Linked DNA regions of Zea mays: all the other regions are linked to region 2. The links are chromatin contacts, called in public Hi-C maps. All regions are on one chromosome and are shown on one strand. The core of a region is the stretch at or near the end of the contact, and the rest is flanking DNA. Distances in the headings are between cores, read along the strand shown.

What was found. Hi-C and Micro-C count contacts between places; a contact is called where the count stands out from the background.
Region 1: a Hi-C map of ear shows a contact between it and region 2, with 1.9 times the contacts expected there. The contact joins the promoter of LOC100383542 here to the promoter of LOC100193737 in region 2. A contact is called at or near these places in 4 of 25 Hi-C or Micro-C datasets (bundle sheath, ear, endosperm and 1 more).
Region 3: a Hi-C map of leaf shows a contact between it and region 2, with 3 times the contacts expected there. The contact joins the promoter of LOC100281168 here to the promoter of LOC100193737 in region 2. A contact is called at or near these places in 5 of 25 Hi-C or Micro-C datasets (bundle sheath, ear, leaf and 1 more).

What each region holds. Positions count from the first base shown.
Region 1 is chr9:94,031,817-94,034,521 of Zm-B73-REFERENCE-NAM-5.0, forward strand. It overlaps LOC100383542, which reads left to right and starts at 1,354. Exons shown (of 7, transcript NM_001362089.1): 1 at 1,354-1,753; 2 at 2,543-2,705. The coding sequence starts at 1,489.
Region 2 is chr9:94,270,041-94,272,740 of Zm-B73-REFERENCE-NAM-5.0, forward strand. It overlaps LOC100193737, which reads right to left and starts at 1,408. Exons shown (of 4, transcript NM_001138825.2): 1 at 735-1,408. The coding sequence starts at 1,167.
Region 3 is chr9:94,133,187-94,135,886 of Zm-B73-REFERENCE-NAM-5.0, forward strand. It overlaps LOC100281168 (NADP-dependent oxidoreductase P2), which reads right to left and starts at 1,356. Exons shown (of 4, transcript NM_001154087.1): 1 at 944-1,356; 2 at 448-804; 3 at 128-210; 4 at 1-26. The coding sequence starts at 1,162.

The DNA of each region.
Region 1 (2,705 bases), core at 104-2,603, 240 kb before region 2:
CGAGGTAATATGGCTTGGCGTTGTGACTTATAACGCCTATCTCATCACCATTATTCTAACGCCGAGCTCGACGCCAAGATCCATGATGTCGAGATAGACGCCAAAAATTAATTTGAACGACTTAGATGTAGCAATACATTAATAAATTAATTATATATAGCATCACTAATTTAGCATAGCTCCGATTTTAAGGTTTTTAATATGTGCGCGTATGAATCAATCTAAATATACAAAAATATATGTGCGCATATATATCGATCAATATAACGATAGAAGGACGTGGAAAATCGTTAATTATTTCTAGTCGTGAAACTTCTCTAATAGTAAAATTAATACACTAAATAAATAAAAATTATATAGCGCAATCGACATGCTATCAAATGTGTGTGGGATGGTAGGTATGTTGTGTTACATCATATTAAAATGGGACAATTGCCTTATATAGATACACATAAACCATGAATGAGTGTCATTTGTGCGTATTCTAGAAAAAAAACTTAAAAAATATATAAGTCTAAAGAATTCCTAATATATCATGGCAACAAATATTTGAGCTTCATGTCTTGCTATTTTTTAAACTGACACTGTAATAGCCTAAGTATCATGTTCAATTAAAAATCATGAAACAAGAGTCGTGCTAAATTAATGATGTTATATGTAATTAATTTATTCATGTAATGATTTATGTGAGTCGCTCAAATTTATTCTTTGTGTCTAGTTCAGCTTCAGGACCTTTGGCGCCGAGGTATACGCCACGTAAGCACAAGTGCCTCGGCGTCATAAGGCGTGGTTGTGGTGTCGAGCAATCCTTGACGTCCCACTTCGACGTCATAGTCACACACCGTTGTGGCACCGAGAAAAGGATCCAAATATGAGATTAGAGGAGACTAGACGTAAAATTTTTAAGAAAAATAGTTAAAATAAAAAAATCAGATAGTACATCCAAAAAATTCCGCCACAAAGATGTGAATGTCGTGTGTCCTGCTGAACAACTCTTAGACCTTATTTGGTTATTGTCATTCCATATAAATTGAAGTCGATTAAGTAGAATTAAAATATATTTTAATTTACTATAAATTTAAATCGACTCAATCCCATTTAATCTATATCAATATATATTAACAACGTGACAAACAAACCCCGAGTGGGCCAATACAAGCCCGCCGGACAATACACAGCTCGCGACGACGTTGCGCTCTGCCGCGTGGGCCCGCTCCCAGTCCTGATCACACACGCGGACTCGGCCTCGCGCCCGGCTCTGCACCTGCGCCGCCGCGCGTTTCTGTGGAAACCCTATATAAGGGCAATCGAGGCGGCAGGTTTATGAAAGGAAAAAAACAAATAAAAAGGAAACAATCTGAGGCAAAGGGAATTCCGAAAGGCAAGTCGAGGAGACTAGAGGGAGCCGACGAGAGGGATCGCCGGATCGGCGCGCCCGCAACCGTCGAGACACCGAAAACCCTAACCTATTTTGCCGCTCATATCGCAATGGCGAGCCCCTCGACGACGCCCTCGGCTCCGATCGCGGCGGAGGTAGTCCCCGTGGCTGAGGGGACTCCGGCGGCGGTACTGCCGCCGCTCGGCTCGATGGCGTCCCTGTACGTGGGTGACCTGGCTGAGACCGTAGACGAGCCGCAGCTCCACGCGCTCTTCAGCCAGGTCGCGCCCGTCGCGACGGTGCGCGTCTGCCGGGACATCCTAAGCGGCGTCTCGCTTGGATATGGTTACGTAAATTTTTACTCGCGCCAGGAAGGTGAGTTTCTCCATGCATGTGCTCGCCTCTAGTCAGTTACTATAATGTATATGATCTTAATCTTCCTCAGGTTAGTCTCGATCGAGTTCCACGTTATGGCATATATCATAATATATACAATGCGTTTTCTCAATAATTCGTTTCCTTTTCTGTTTTTTTCCTGGATTTATGTTGTCAGATTGGAGAGGTTGACGTGATAAATCTTGTGGTTTCTATGTTTGATCTATCATCCAGTCGGTAACAATTGATTATTACCGAAGATCATTTATATTTGTCACATAGGGTGAACTCACTCTATCTATTTGTTACATAGGGTGAAGTCATCCCTTGCCACATAGTCACATAGAGTGAAGTCATCCTTTCTGTTTGTCACCTAGGGTGAACCTTCATCCAGGCGGTTTGTCATCTAGGTTAACCTTCATCCAGTCGGTTACTCGGTTTATCACCCAATCAGTACTAATCGATTATTATCAAACGATCTTCCGTAACCGAAGATCGTTCATTAGTAATTGATTATCACCGACTAGATGAAGCTTCACCCTAGATGACAATTAGAATATATATATATATATATTGCTTATTAGAACTTGGTGTTGTTGGCAGCAGTTTATGCTAGAGCGAGTTATAGACTATCTCTTCTTGGTGGAGAAAATGTTAAAATTTAATTATCAATTTATGTGATTTATTTATTTATATTTATTCAGTTCTGATTAAAAGCATATATAGAATTATATTGACCAATATATCTTAAACTAAGTTTATTGTAACTTGGATTATCGTCACTTGCAGCTACTCGTGCGCTAGAAGCTTTGAATTTTACCCCATTGATCGGAAAGTACATCCGGGTTATGTTCTCTAACCGGGATCCAAGTCTGCGTAAGAGTGGACGTGCTAACTTGTTTGTAAAGAACCTTGAGCCTAACATTGATAGCAAGAACCTGTATGAGATCTT
Region 2 (2,700 bases), core at 158-2,657:
ATATACCCCCGTGTACCATATTTTTTCAAGTGTCGACCCACGACCCGTGACCACGTTCCTTGACCCAATCAACCTGGTAACATTGTGACTATGGTTTGTGCTTGGAGGGAATAATTTCCAAGTGAAGCTCTCTACACTTATCAAACATTTGCTGATCTACCACAAAGCAACACAATCTTTAGAAAAGGGAGAAAGCAACACTTCATTATAGTTGAGTTGAAGCATGGCTAACTTCTTCCTTGCAAGAATGCGCAACCATCCATGTCCATGTGCTTAAAAGTCATTCTCTACCTATGATGTGTATGGTTGGACCTAACTTTTATCCGTCGCTCAAATTCACAGCTGAACAGAAGCGAAACCACCCAAAATAGTACAGCTCCATCCCTTAGTGAAGCTACGCAGCCACTGCTACCCAATTGCACCTTCAGTTTTATAAAAGAAGTTGTAACGAAATTTAATTTCACCGTGATTATTGTTTACTTGTAATGCATAGAAAATGGATTTATTACGAATCGATAGGCTATTGCAATCTTTTTATATTAAAAATGAAAAAAATAGAGAAGCCGTATTTTTTGTGGCCCCGAACCAATCAAATTTCATCGATTCAATAGAGGCGCACGAAGCAGAACGGGCGCCATCCACCAATCGAAACAAACAGTGAAGCGAAAGCAAGAGCCGCATCCTTTCCACCGACCAAGACAAACAGGGAAGGGAAAGTAAAGCGGAACACTCACACCACGGGACAGCGGAGCGCTCGACGATGGCCTCGAGCGTCTGGAAGACGAGCTTGCTGTCGACGAGGAATCGGAGGTAGCCCTCGACGGAGGGCTCCCACTTGGCGACGGGGGGCGCCTGAGGCTCCTTCTCCCCCTCGCGGGCCTGGTCCTTGGTGTGCAGCTTCATCGCGACCTCCCGCATCTCCTCCACGAAGGGCTTGCTCCCATCCTCCCCGCTCGCCGTGGGCGCCATCTCCGTGGCCGCTGCCGCGGCGACCAACCTCCTCTGCGCCGTAACCGCTGCCGCGGACGCGACAGACACCACCCGGGTCACGGACCGCGCAGCGGCGGAAACAGACAGGCTCCTGTTCCACCTCCCGGAGGTGACTCTAGCGGGCGCGGGCAGGGAGAGGGCGTTGGGCGCGGAGAGCGATGCCGGTGCGGGCGCCATGGCTAGGCCGCGGTGCCTTATAGCGTGCGCTGGCGCTAGGGGTACCGTGCTGGGGAAGCGACGGCACCGATGACGGACGACAGCGACGCGGGGGCGGGGACTGTGGCGGTGGAGTGCGGTGTTGGTGTTGGTGTGGCGGCACAGCGGGGGGTGCCGGGTGCGTGTGGGAGCGCGTCAGCGCGAGCGAGGAGAATAGGAGGCGGGGATGGGAATGAGAACCGGGGGAATGGATTGGAACGGCCTCGCCGGCTGGAGAAGACGATGGCGGAATGTTGGTAGTAGTAGTAGACTAGTAGCAAAGCTTTACCGGTGTTGCTTTGGTATAAGTCACTGGCTGTGGGCCTCATGGCCATGGGGAGCCAATGGGTCTTCACGACTTCACGTGACCGCGACCTGGGCCACAGTCTCGGCCATATCCTCTTGTTTCTTTTTTTCGTTCTCTTTTTAGAAAGCCATATCCATATCCTCCTGTTTTTAGACATGTACAACCCACCCACATAAAGTATTTGTATCTTAAAAAGTATCAAGAGAATAAAACAAATAAAAAATTATAAGGTAAAACAAAATAAAACATAACTATAGTACGATTCTTTAAATCTAGATATGGTTTTACCTATCAACAGTTCAACACATAAATGAGATGTATCTTGAGGGTTTCTATTGAATAAGATACACGACTCAGATACATTAAGTTGTATGAAAAAAAAATTAGATGTATCTAGTGTTTAAAGAACCGCAACATAATATCTTGGTTGAAATGTCTTTAGGTTGTCTTTAATGAATCGTGTAAAATAGGGAACGTGACACCGAGTGTTTGAAACTGTTTGAAGAGTGAAGTTTAAAATAATATATGAGATAGGAAATGGGATAGAGAATCTGCTGAAGACGGTCTTAGCACACATTTGGACCCACGTTTTTTCAGTGGCGCCTCACAAAACCATACAATCCCACAAAATAGCTCGCGGTTAAGCTCGATTCTCGCTATCATTGTAGACTGTGAACCATCGTCGCGGCTAGAGATGGCAATGGGGTTCCGATCCTCGATTCTCTGCGAGGAATTCCTCTATCAGGGGACGGGGATGTGAGTAAGTTCCACGGAGATCGAAATGGGAAAAACTTTGTCCCCGTCGTTGGGTTCGCGTACGGATGGATCCGGATATTTATTCGGATGTCATTTTTTTAGTCTTCTTTCTTCGATTGTGAACAACTAACATATAGAATTTGCTATGTAAATTTATATTCTTGTTTTTAGCATTGAGACTATTAATCTTCACAAAAAATAAACATTAAATTCATTCTATATCTTTTTAAATAATTCATATAAAATTCGGATGTCTATCCGAATACGGATTCGGATGTTTTTTCACTTTTTTGTTGTAGCGAGAAAATAATGTACATAAAAATTTATACAAAAATTTATTTAAATACTTCATAATATTTTTAATAACATTGCCGAAAATTAACTTTAAATTTTATATATATCTATGCTAAAATATTAGATTTGTGATACAATTCGGATGTTTTAGGAACATC
Region 3 (2,700 bases), core at 106-2,605, 140 kb before region 2:
AGATGTCGATGCCGTCGGGGAAGTACCTGCCAGCCAAAATAATGCATGTTTCGTTTCTGTCAGCCCTGCATCTGCATGCGCAGCAGATGGTTCAGGTGAGGTGAGTGACCGGCGGCGCGGCACCGACCTCTTCAGCGCCGATTTCAGGTCAGGTTCCTCTTTGTAGTTGAAAGCATCGTCGAATCCCAGCTTGCCTTTGAGCAGATCAACCTGTGGATTCATTAACCAGCTGATTCAGTTTCGGCGCACCGGACCATTAAGACCTGAACAATTCTAGCGTATGAGTTGATAAGATTGAACGATGGCTCGCTCCTGCTTTTCGAAAACCTGGGCCACTGGGCCATTCCCATTTGCGAGACCATTTGGCTAACACGTGTACCTCAGGGCACCACAAAACCACTGTGGCGTGCTGGAGACCTGGAGTTGTTGGAGTGGAGGGCGGCATACCTTGGCTGCGGTCCCGGCGCACCCGACGACGTAGCAGCCGGCGAGCTTGGCGAACTGGCCGACGAGGCTGCCGACGGAGCCCGACGCCGCCGACACGAACACCTTCTCCCCCTTCACCGGCTTGCACACCTCGAAGAAGCCACCGTATGCGGTCATGCCGCTGGTGCCCAGCACATTGATGTGGTGGGACAGGGGGAAGCCCGCGGCGTCGTCGGCGACCTTGGACATGACCACGGCCGGGGACGGCTTGAACAGCGTGTAGTCTTCCCACCCGAGCACGCCGGCCACCTTGTCGCCCGCCTTGTACTCCTCACACGCCGACGCCACTACCTCGCCGGCCGCGTACGTAGTGATCCTCTTCACGGACGGAGACGGAGATAATAGAGTAGAAGCAGCCTTTTTTCACGTCAGGCATGCGCACGGTACACGCATGGAGTGATGGAGAACAAAGCGGGAGGGAGACTGGAGATTCGCCGCCTTTAAGCTGGTTGCTTACCTGGCCGGGCAGGATGCCTTCGACGGCGAGGTGCGTCACGCTGCTCCGCTTCATGCGGTTGAGCTGGTACGGGTCGATGGACAGGTACAGGTTCCTGACGAGCACCTCGCCGGAGTCCGGCGCCCACCTCGCCATCTCCTCCTTCACCTCAAAATCGGCCTCCGTCGGGGCGCCCTCGATGTGGTGCCGGGTGGCGACGTACCTGTTCACCACCTCCATTGATGGCAGCCAGGAAACAATGACACAAGACCAACCCGCCAAGGCTGCTGCCTGCCGGTGACGGTCTGTAAGACCGAAACCAAGAACAAGTGAACAATTGTGTCACGCGGATGCGGATGCTGGGAGGGACGACACTAGCGGATGCGTCCTAAAATACACGGACGTCACCCGTTGCCGTTGTATCCTACGAGCTTGAGCAGCTGAACAAGACGGTGCGAGGTTAGATACCGTGGGATGGCTTCCGGCGTAGATGCTGGCATGCTGCTCTCAGTTTTGTCACCACGTCTTTGGTATTGTATGTACTGACTAGCGACAGAGTCTCTATCGACCACCATGTCACACGTGTTGAGAACCAAAATGAGGACCGGACGATTCGGCCCCTTGGCCGGATGGCCCACACTGGTGGTGCGGACGGTTCGCGCGTGTGCAGAGCAGATTAGGGTTCCGAGTTTTGTGCTACGGTTGTTAGCTAAATTCGCGAAATTAGCTCGAAAGATTAGTTTGTAAAGGGTCCAGCCCCCCTCTATAAATACAGAGGTATACGACCGATTTGTAATAATCAATCGAATCAATAACATTTTTATCTCGCATTTATTTCCTGTACAATTAGAAGTAGTTCTAGTCTAGTTCTAGTTTAGCCTCTCAATCCCCAAATTCTCCGCTTCTTTTCGACTCTACGTCGATTAGATGAGTCTAGGTCGGTCTGCCCGAGCCTAGACATCACCTAGGATCTCTCCTCCCCGACGGGGTCCCTCCCGGGAGCGAGATCCAGGTGCCGTCGGCGACCTTTGTCGCCCCCCTGCGCACGCGTGGACCTTCCGGCCCCATGGCGCGGACCGTCCGGCCCCAGGGCGCGGACCGTCCGGCCGTCAGGCAGGAAACCCTAGCCCTGCGCCAGGTCGCAGACCGTCCGCACCTGTACAGAGAGCACCGCCACTGTTCATGTTGAGTGATTGGCGCCCGAAAAAGGCACCAACATACTTTTCCAGGCGCCGTCGGCGACCTTCGCCGCCCCCTGCGCACGCGCGGACCGTCCGACCGTCAGGCAAGAAACTCTAGCCCTACGCCAGGTCGCAGACCGTCCGGCCCCTGGCCGCGGACCGTCCGCCCCTGTGCAGAGAGCACCACCACGGTTCGTGTTGAGTGATTGGCGCCCGTAAAAGGCACCAACATACTTTTAGCGACTCCGCTGGGGACGATTTCATACAGACCTATCAAGATCGGCCCTCAAAGACCGGTTCAAAGGATAACTCTGAAGTTTCCACCAGTAATATCATCAAGCCGACATGGGAAACCTTGCCGACTGAAGAATAGCTCCTATTCGAGGAGCGTCAGGAGCAGCTGATCCAGGAAGCAAAGGCGAAATTCCTGGCCGACTTCAAGATGGACAGGAACAACAAAGTCGTTCGGCAACGGGCGACAGATCTAGCTTCACTCCGACCTACTACGAATACCCCCAATGTGAGTAGCACCAATGAACTACAATCTCTTAAAGCTTACATAGACGAACAACAAGAGCAGATGCAACGTATCGTAGG